Regions from separate parts of the Rattus norvegicus genome. Here region 2 is linked to region 1. The links are chromatin contacts, called in public Hi-C maps. All regions are on one chromosome and are shown on one strand. The core of a region is the stretch at or near the end of the contact, and the rest is flanking DNA. Distances in the headings are between cores, read along the strand shown. Region 1 has its middle 25 kb from the start of Setmar. Region 2 holds the start of Bhlhe40 (basic helix-loop-helix family, member e40).

Region 1 (3,945 bases), core at 988-3,487:
GCCGGTGAAACTTTCTGTGAGCTGATTTGATTTTGGTTTAGTTCAGGATCATGATTTAAACTCATCCTTTTCTCTGTGATTACAGGTCCAGGATCTCCGTTCTAACTTCATCAACTCCCACATTTAAAGATTAAGATGATTTCCAAGGGAACAATTAGGGGTTGGCAGAAAGGACTCACAGGGTACAGTTCTTTCTAGCTCAGCATGTACTGTGGGGCTCTGAGGATCTCCAGCATCATCGGGGGTCAGTGAGTCAGCACTGTTTCCAGCATTATTAAATTATTATTATTATTATTATTATTATTATTAATTCCTAGTATCACATGAATGTACTGTAGAATTTTCGAGAGACTTCGTGTTATATAACTTCTTTTGAGTACTCTGTCATGTCTAGGAGTGAGAACTTTGAGAGTGAATTATCTAGGAGAAAAGCAAGGTCCCAGAGTAACTAACTGTCTTTGTCTTTGAAGAGCATGGCCCTCCCTTCTCCAGCCCCTCTGAGGACAACCTGCAAGAACTGAGCTCAGATTACTCTAAGAATGGTTTAAATTGCCATGGGATGTCATGTTTTCCACATAGCCTTTGAAAAATACTTTGGTGTGTGGACAAGTCTAATGGCTGGGAATCAGTCTAATGTCAGACTTCGATAGTGTTCCCCATGTATTCGTGCATGTCAAACGAGAATCCTCAATATGGAAGCCTTCATTCGAGGGGACAGTGGTCTGGGACCTTGTGTGTCCTTTATGTCTTCTCTTTAGGAGATGGCTGTATTACAAAGCCAGTGAGAGGGGCCAGGCCATTGCTGTCTGAAGCACCCACTTTGTTCGTCCCTGCTGAGGTTTGACTTCTCGGTGCTCTGGCTTGTGATTACTCCACCTCCTCAAGTTTGCTTCCCAGCCAGCAATTTCAGGCGCTTCCTAGGTGCTCAGCATTGTACTGAGTGCTTAATGCCCATGATCTAGTTTGATCTGGAGCACAGTGGTGGGAGGAACTAGTTGTTTTGGGTCATTATTCCCAAGAGGCATAAAAGAAACTGTAAGTGTCTGCAAGGCACCCTGGGGCGGCTGTGGGATGAGGTAGGATCAGGGCTTTATTGTTTTTTGTCGCTACTGTAGTATTGGATCTGTGATTTTATTGTGCATTTGGTGACAGGAATTATGGATGGAGTCTGAGAGATTTTTGAGGTCAAGCATAAGCCCTAAAGGGAGAAACAGCCAGGTGGGAGGTGGGTGAATGGATTTGTGGTTGAGAACATGAGCTTCTGGCTGTCCAATTCAATAATTTTAATCTGGTCCCACCACTTGTTAGATCTGACTTTTGACTGAGCTCACCAGCCCATTTAAGGTTTGAAAATTAAGTGAATGTATTTGTAGCCGACATAGAAGCCAGGCAGGGCTGTTAAAGTAGTGCAGGGTGATTTATGCAAAGACCCTTGACTTGCCTTAAGTCCAGTCCCAACTCAGAATATCTCTGCTTTGCCTCATCTCAGTTCCTCCAATGGGTTAATGAGACATCCAAGTTTAAGACCACGGCATTTTTGGAAAGACACAGTTTTGCGCCCATCTTTCCCCTTCCTGCCGAATTTACCACTTAGGTTTTATTTATTTATTTATTTATTTATTTATTTATTTATTTATTTATTTATTTATTTTACAAATGATTAGATGACTCTCAAGAAAGACGTGAATTTGTCTTAGAGGTGAAGTAGAAGAAGGGTGGCTATACGGGAAAGGGTCATCTTGCTGGAAGTAAGGCGACCACCGAATACATTGTCAGCTCATCTGTGCCAGGCTCAAGTGTATAAAATGAATGAAGTGAAGAGAGGAACCTGAGATCCATTCAGAACAAGGGGAAGAACAATGTGTTCACCGTGCTTACTCAGTCAAAGTCTGCAGAAGTGTATGATTAAGTCCCCTGGTCTTTGTGAAACAAAGCTAAAGCATTTCCTGCTCTCTTACCTCCACTGCTGTGCTCAAAATGGAGCATTGTTCCTTAAGAAATAGTTTGGGGGCAGCTTCCAGCTCCCTTTGCTTCTGTTCCAGAACAGTTGTAAATAGTTCGGTGGTAGTGGAGTGGTTTAAACCCACCATCACAGCAATCGCTATCATGTGTATAATCGGATTAGCGGAGGGCTTTGCTTCACGACATATTAGGGCAGGCAAAGACTGGAACACAGTGGTTACTGTTTGTAGCCTCTGAGGTTTGAGCAGTGTTTGTGGCTGCCAACAATTGCACCTCCTCCTGTGGCCACATTCACTGAAAGGCAGCCGCTGAAGGTGCTTTTCTGTGTAATGTTCTCCCTCTAGTGGCTAGACGGGCTTTGTAGTTATTTATTTTATTGTTTTCTTACTGTTTTTGAGCAAATCTTCTGTAAATTTGGAGAACCTTTTCATTTTGGGGTGCTGTGGACTTAGGGTTGCTAAGAGGAAGGAGGTAAACAAGATGAGGTACATCATTTCTTCTCTTGAGTCAATGTTCAGGTGTTCGTTTTTATTTGTTTTCAGTTTATGTGTGTGAGTGATTTGCCTACACGTATGTCTGTGCATCACAAGTGTGTCTGGTGCCCACCAAGGTCAGAAGAGGGTATCAGATCCCGTTGGACTGGAGCTCCAAGACAGTTGTGAACATTTTGAGGGTGCTGGGAACTGGACCCTGGTCCACTTTAGGAGCAACCAGTACTCTTACCTGCTGAGTCATCATCTCCCCTGCTCCAGCTTTGTAAAGGACAGGAAGAGAGGCTCAAAACGATTCTTTATCTTTTCAACTGGAACTTTTTTGGGGAAAAAAAAAACACTTCTGAGTCATCTCTCCAGGCAGGGATAGTTCATTTTAAAATAATTGATTTGATTTAAACATTCCTTTACCCTAAGTATCTGGGTTATTATTATTATTTTTTAATCTTTACTTTTAGAAAAGTGTTTCAGCAGACCAGTTCTTACTTATTTATCTTTGCCGATTTGTGGCAGTATGTTCGTAGGAGAAATCCCTGGAGTCCATATGCTGTATTAAAACACACAACTATTTAAATAGTGATGGATATTGTCAGCCCTCTGTAGCAGTTTCCAGCACAGGAAAGGGTGTACCCATGTCAAATGCCCTACACAGGGACTCTGCTGTACTTGTGACCTCCTAAGTGCCCACAGCTCTGATGCTGCTTCTCGGCCTGCGGTTTGGTAAGCTGGGTCCCTGGCTGAGTTAATAAATCTGACCTTTCTTACATATGGCTCATTCGGACTGGCTCTGACCCCATGTGCCTCTGAGAGTTGACAAGCATGGTCTAAGAGCCAGCGAGACCTGGCAGGCTACCTAGTCTCTTCACAGCCAAACACCTCATCTCTTGATTCTGTCTTAATGATCCACAGGATTGGTCGCTGGACCAGGCCCAGCATGTTGTAGCATTTGTCAAGAGACTGTTCAAAATACATTTTCCTGAATGTTCTTTGGGAGGACTAGTGTGTTGGATCAAAATGAGTCCTGGGATTATAAACCTTAAGTCTCTGTTCTTACGTTCTTAGCTGTGGGACCTCATGCCTCTTGGGAGATTAGGTTGTAGTATATGTGGAAAGTGGATTTGAATTATATCGAACCCTCTCTCTTACAGAGAAATGGAAGGGAGGGCTTCCTGGTAAATTCTTTTTAGAGACATTAGATTGAGTTCTTCCTGTGTCATCTTGGTGTCCCTGTTTTGGAGGACTTCTTTAGTCTGTATTTCTTACCTTCTTTTTGAGTAACAAAACAAAAACAGTTGGGAAGGATCATTGCCCTTGGCACAGACATTTTGTAGACCCCCTGGGAGTTAGTGCAGAGGCAATGCCAGCCAAAGAAAACCTGATGTAAGTAGGCTATTTTATGTGTGTGTGTGTGTGTGTGTGTGTGTGTGTGTGTGTGTACATGTATGTGTTCTAGCATCATACTTTACTGCAGGCGGTATGTGGAGACCAGAAA
Region 2 (3,927 bases), core at 1,404-3,903, 550 kb before region 1:
TAGAAGGGAGAAGGGGGAGGTTAGAAGGTGCCCCTGATTCTCTGAAACTCAGGATAAATGAATGATGAAACCAGTGGTTTCATTGGATTGTGCAATTTGCCAAGATACCTAGTGGCTATTCAGGGAACCACAATGAAATGCAGGCAAGAAAAAAAAAAAAAAAAAAAAAAAAAGCCTGCTGTCATCCTGCCAAGACTGCATCCCACATCCAAAGACAAGGAAGCAAAGGGACAGGAAAACACTAGGGGCAGACCCGTGTTCTGCTCACCCATGAATGAGGGCTCAGCAGACCAACTGTAAAAACACCCACAATGCAAATTATCGATGCCTTGGCATTTTAAAGGGGGATGGGGAAGTCTCCCAGAACCGAGACACTCTCGGGCCAAAATGTCACAGGAACATTTCATCACTGGGCTAATAAGTACTCATTCCAGGTGGTGCACAGCAGCATTCCGTATGGGAAAGTATGACCTTTTAGGAAAGAATCAGAAAAGCATCTCCCCCAGTGAATGTGCAAAGGAGATGGTAGCTCAGAGTCAGGAGCCACAGCCAGCCCTCCGGGCTCGATCTGTGCTGAGACACTAATCAGGCCAGGCACTCACCAGCTTGTAAACCGCTCTGCAGGGCCATGATTTTCTGCTGCTGCTGATCAATTAGGTTTGTCAATGCTTTCACGTGCTTCAGCGTCAGCTCGAGAACCACTGCTTTCTCCAAGTGACCCAAAGTCTGAGGAAACAAAAAAAAGGGAGCTTCCGTCACCTGTGAGGTCAGTGAAGTCCCTTCTGACACACACTATTTGTTATGAGAATTGGGTGTAGACAACGAGATAGGAAGAGCTTTTCCTGCCCCACTAAATTTAAAGTTTGCAGATGTGTTAACATATCCATATAACGATCAAAGGCTTAAAAAAAGTCAAACATGTGTTGCCTATCTTTGGAGGCATTTTGGTAGCTGTTACAGTCTCGGGAGTGAGCTGACAGATATATTTCTCCAGCAGCTGCCCTGACCTTAACTCAGGGGACTCCGGAGATAACATTTCCCTGCTGTGGTGTCAACTCAGGGAGGGATGTCTACTGTGTCTGGCAACCAAACGGCTTTCCCAGTGTGCTGAATTTTTTTTTTACACATCCCCCCCCCCCCCAAACACCCGTTCAGGACTTCCAGTCATGCAGGCTTTTCGTCTTCCTTTCCAAACACTTTTCCCGAAGGAAAATCCAGAAAGCTTTCGGTTACCAGTAAAGATGATGATGAAAAGAAAAGGCACACATTAAATAAAGTAGGTCCTCTCGTGGATGGTAAGAGGACAAGGAGAAGGGCATAATTTTTTAATCTCACGGTTTGTTCCTTTTAAGTTAAGGGAGACTACGAGGTGGTGAGAAAGAAAAAAAAATACCAAAAGGAAGCTGTGCTAGTGTTGGAGCCAACTTAAAGAGGCCCCAGATGGTTCTGGTTCTGCCTCTGCCTGGAAGTCCTGGGTCTGGGTCTGGGTTCCCTCCAAACCAGAACTACTAGGAGCTTTGATCCGCCCGTCTAGCCTGCAGTTCCCGTTGACGCCTGCAGGCGGCGGGTGACCCCCACCCGCCCTCTGGGCAGAAGAACTGGGTTGGAGCGCAGCCAGGTTCTCACTTACAGTAAGTTTGAGATGTTCGGGTAGGAGATCCTTCAGCTGGGCAATGCACTCGTTAATCCGGTCACGTCTCTTTTTCTCAATCAACCGGTGCGGCAATTTGTAAGTTTCCTGCAAGGAATAAATGGAAGCAGTGGGTGCCTGAGAAAGGGAACACGAAGCTTCCTCCCTTCCTCCCCACCCAGCACCAGAGGGAAAAAAATTCTGCGAGGGCGCAGAGACGCACCGAGGATCACCTTCTCTGCCCCTTCTTTCCCAAGTCACTCACTTGTGACAATAAGCTCATCACATCCCGAAACCCCCAGCCAACCTTCAAACAAGCAAACTTTTCCTTGGAAACTCAGCGCACGCGAGAGGCTAAGGAACGGGGTCCCCAGGGATGCACCTACCTTGCTGTCCTCGCTCCGTTTTATTCCCCGCCTGGACTTGTACACTTGGTACATGTGGGCAAAATCCATCCTGCAGGGAGAAAGGCCAGAAAGAGCCGTGACTCCCAAGTGCGTACTGGCTGCAGAAGTCCTACAGATGCAAGAAGCCCCCTATATGCCCAGAGATGCCCCAAGTTGAGAGTGGTATGGAAGACACGGTGAGGAGCGGAGACTTGAAGGGATCACAGCGCACACTTACCCTGACAGGTCTCCGTGCTCCAGCCCTGGCGTTTTGGGCAGGCAGGTAGGAGGTGGTTGCGCGCTGGGGATCCGCTCCATGATGCGGCGAGCAGGGGCCACTGTGCGCTCCTGTCTGCACTTAGCAGAGAGTCTGAGAGAGGACTGCCCTGGAAGGGAGGATCCGAGGGTCTCAAGGGGTATGTTCCTATGAGCTAGCCTGAGCTTCTTGCAATGCGCTGGGCTGCCAGGAGCTGCGGCTTTGAGGTGTCGCTTCAGTTGGGGGCGTGCATGACCGGGTGTCCCCCACGGCTTCTGGCTCCCGCTCTGCACACAGACTGGCGGTGTGTGCTCGCTGCGCTGTCTGCGCCGTGCGAGCCAAGTGAATGAGAAGTGGGGCGGGTGGAGAGGCGGGAGGGAAAGGGGGGGTTGCTTAGGGCGGAGCGGGGGGGGGGGCGGTGGTTGCTGGAGGGGACGAGCCGAGGAGTAAGGAGAGGCTGCGGGCTGGGTTAAATGGGAGCGAGTGGGTGGGTAGAAGCTACGTGTTCTACCCTGTGACTCCAAGCACGTCTGGCCGCTGCCGGGGAGGGAAGGAGCGACCTGCCCGCCCTCCCCCGGCTTCATCACATGAGTCTCACGTGTTGGACAACGCTCTGGCGGCTGCAAAGTGCCCCCCCTCCCCGCCGCCCCAAACCTCGGGCCCCAGGTGTCTGCGGCTGCGGCCTCCTTTCCCCGAAAGAGGGGGTGGCAGCGCAGCCAGAGTCCTGCCCAGCTGGGTGGGGGGCACGGAAGCTGGAAGGAACTGGGGAGCTGGGGGGCGGGGGGAAGAGTTGGTAACGTGGGCGAACCTGCCCCAGGGAAATGAAGTAAGTTCCCGTCTCCTGGGAGGGAACGGGGGAGGACGGATTCCGCCCGCGTCTGACTCAAGCCGGGAGAGGAATATCCCCTTGGTCGCTCCAGCCCAGCCCTCTTCCTCCTCCCCCGCCTGGCCCGCTCCTAGGAACCGGTGCGCAGCGGAGGGAGTTGTCGGCCCCCCTTGGCCTTCCCCAGAGGCTGGGGTTTCTTTCCGTCCTGGCTTCCCAGCCCCCCAACGCTCAGCCTCAGTGTCCAGGAATTGCCCGCCTTGGGGAGGGACCGAGGGCGGGGCGGATGTCACCCCATGGGAAGCGGGCTGGTGGCCAGGCGCTAGGGCAGCCGAGGCCGCCGCCGAGCACGCCGAGCGCACCTGACCGTGGACCGTGTGAGCCGTGCGGACCCTCCCCTCCCCCAACTCTCCCGGGAGCTCAGCTCCCGGGCGCAGCCTGCGGGTGGCCTGGCACCCGACTGGCGCGCACCCATCTCCTCCCGCCTTCCAGGGTGCCTCACTGCCCCCACCCACCCTGGCTAGTCAAGCACAGAAAGATACCGGGCACGGTGCCCGGCGTTCCCTCCCTCCTCTGCCCCCTCCGATGCAGAGGCGTCCGGGTCGCCTCCCCTCCGGCTGCAGAGTTACACAACCGCGGCGACGGCGCCTGCCCTGCAGCAGCGCGGGGCGTGACGCTTCACGTGGCCCAGACGCGGGCCGGAGCTCGGCTCACTGCAAGCCTCTCCGCGCCGGCTTCCAAGCCGTGACCCCCGCGCACCGGGCTGCCAGCCGGCATGGGATCCCGAAGCTAACCAGGAACTTGGGTGGCGCTGTTTGCAGTCTATTCCAGG

The links. A called contact is a pair of places that touch in the nucleus more often than the background predicts.
Region 2: a Hi-C map of liver shows a contact between it and region 1, with 2.6 times the contacts expected there. The contact joins the promoter of Bhlhe40 here to the enhancer-like site in region 1. A contact is called at or near these places in 3 of 12 Hi-C or Micro-C datasets (Schwann cells, kidney and liver) and 1 of 1 datasets of contacts at active chromatin or transcription factors (oligodendrocytes).

Annotation. Positions count from the first base shown.
Region 1 is chr4:142,625,078-142,629,022 of GRCr8, reverse strand. No RefSeq gene overlaps it. Among named protein-coding and RNA genes, the nearest start is that of Setmar, 25 kb to the right of the region's middle. Within about 2 kb of position 2,237, at least 22 of the 93 cell types and tissues checked have an H3K27ac peak or open chromatin away from gene starts, as enhancers often do. A contact at or near this core is called in liver, where this site is marked.
Region 2 is chr4:143,173,176-143,177,102 of GRCr8, reverse strand. Bhlhe40 (basic helix-loop-helix family, member e40) reads right to left here and starts at 2,653. Exons shown (of 5, transcript NM_053328.2): 1 at 2,255-2,653; 2 at 2,017-2,086; 3 at 1,631-1,738; 4 at 603-726. The coding sequence starts at 2,334.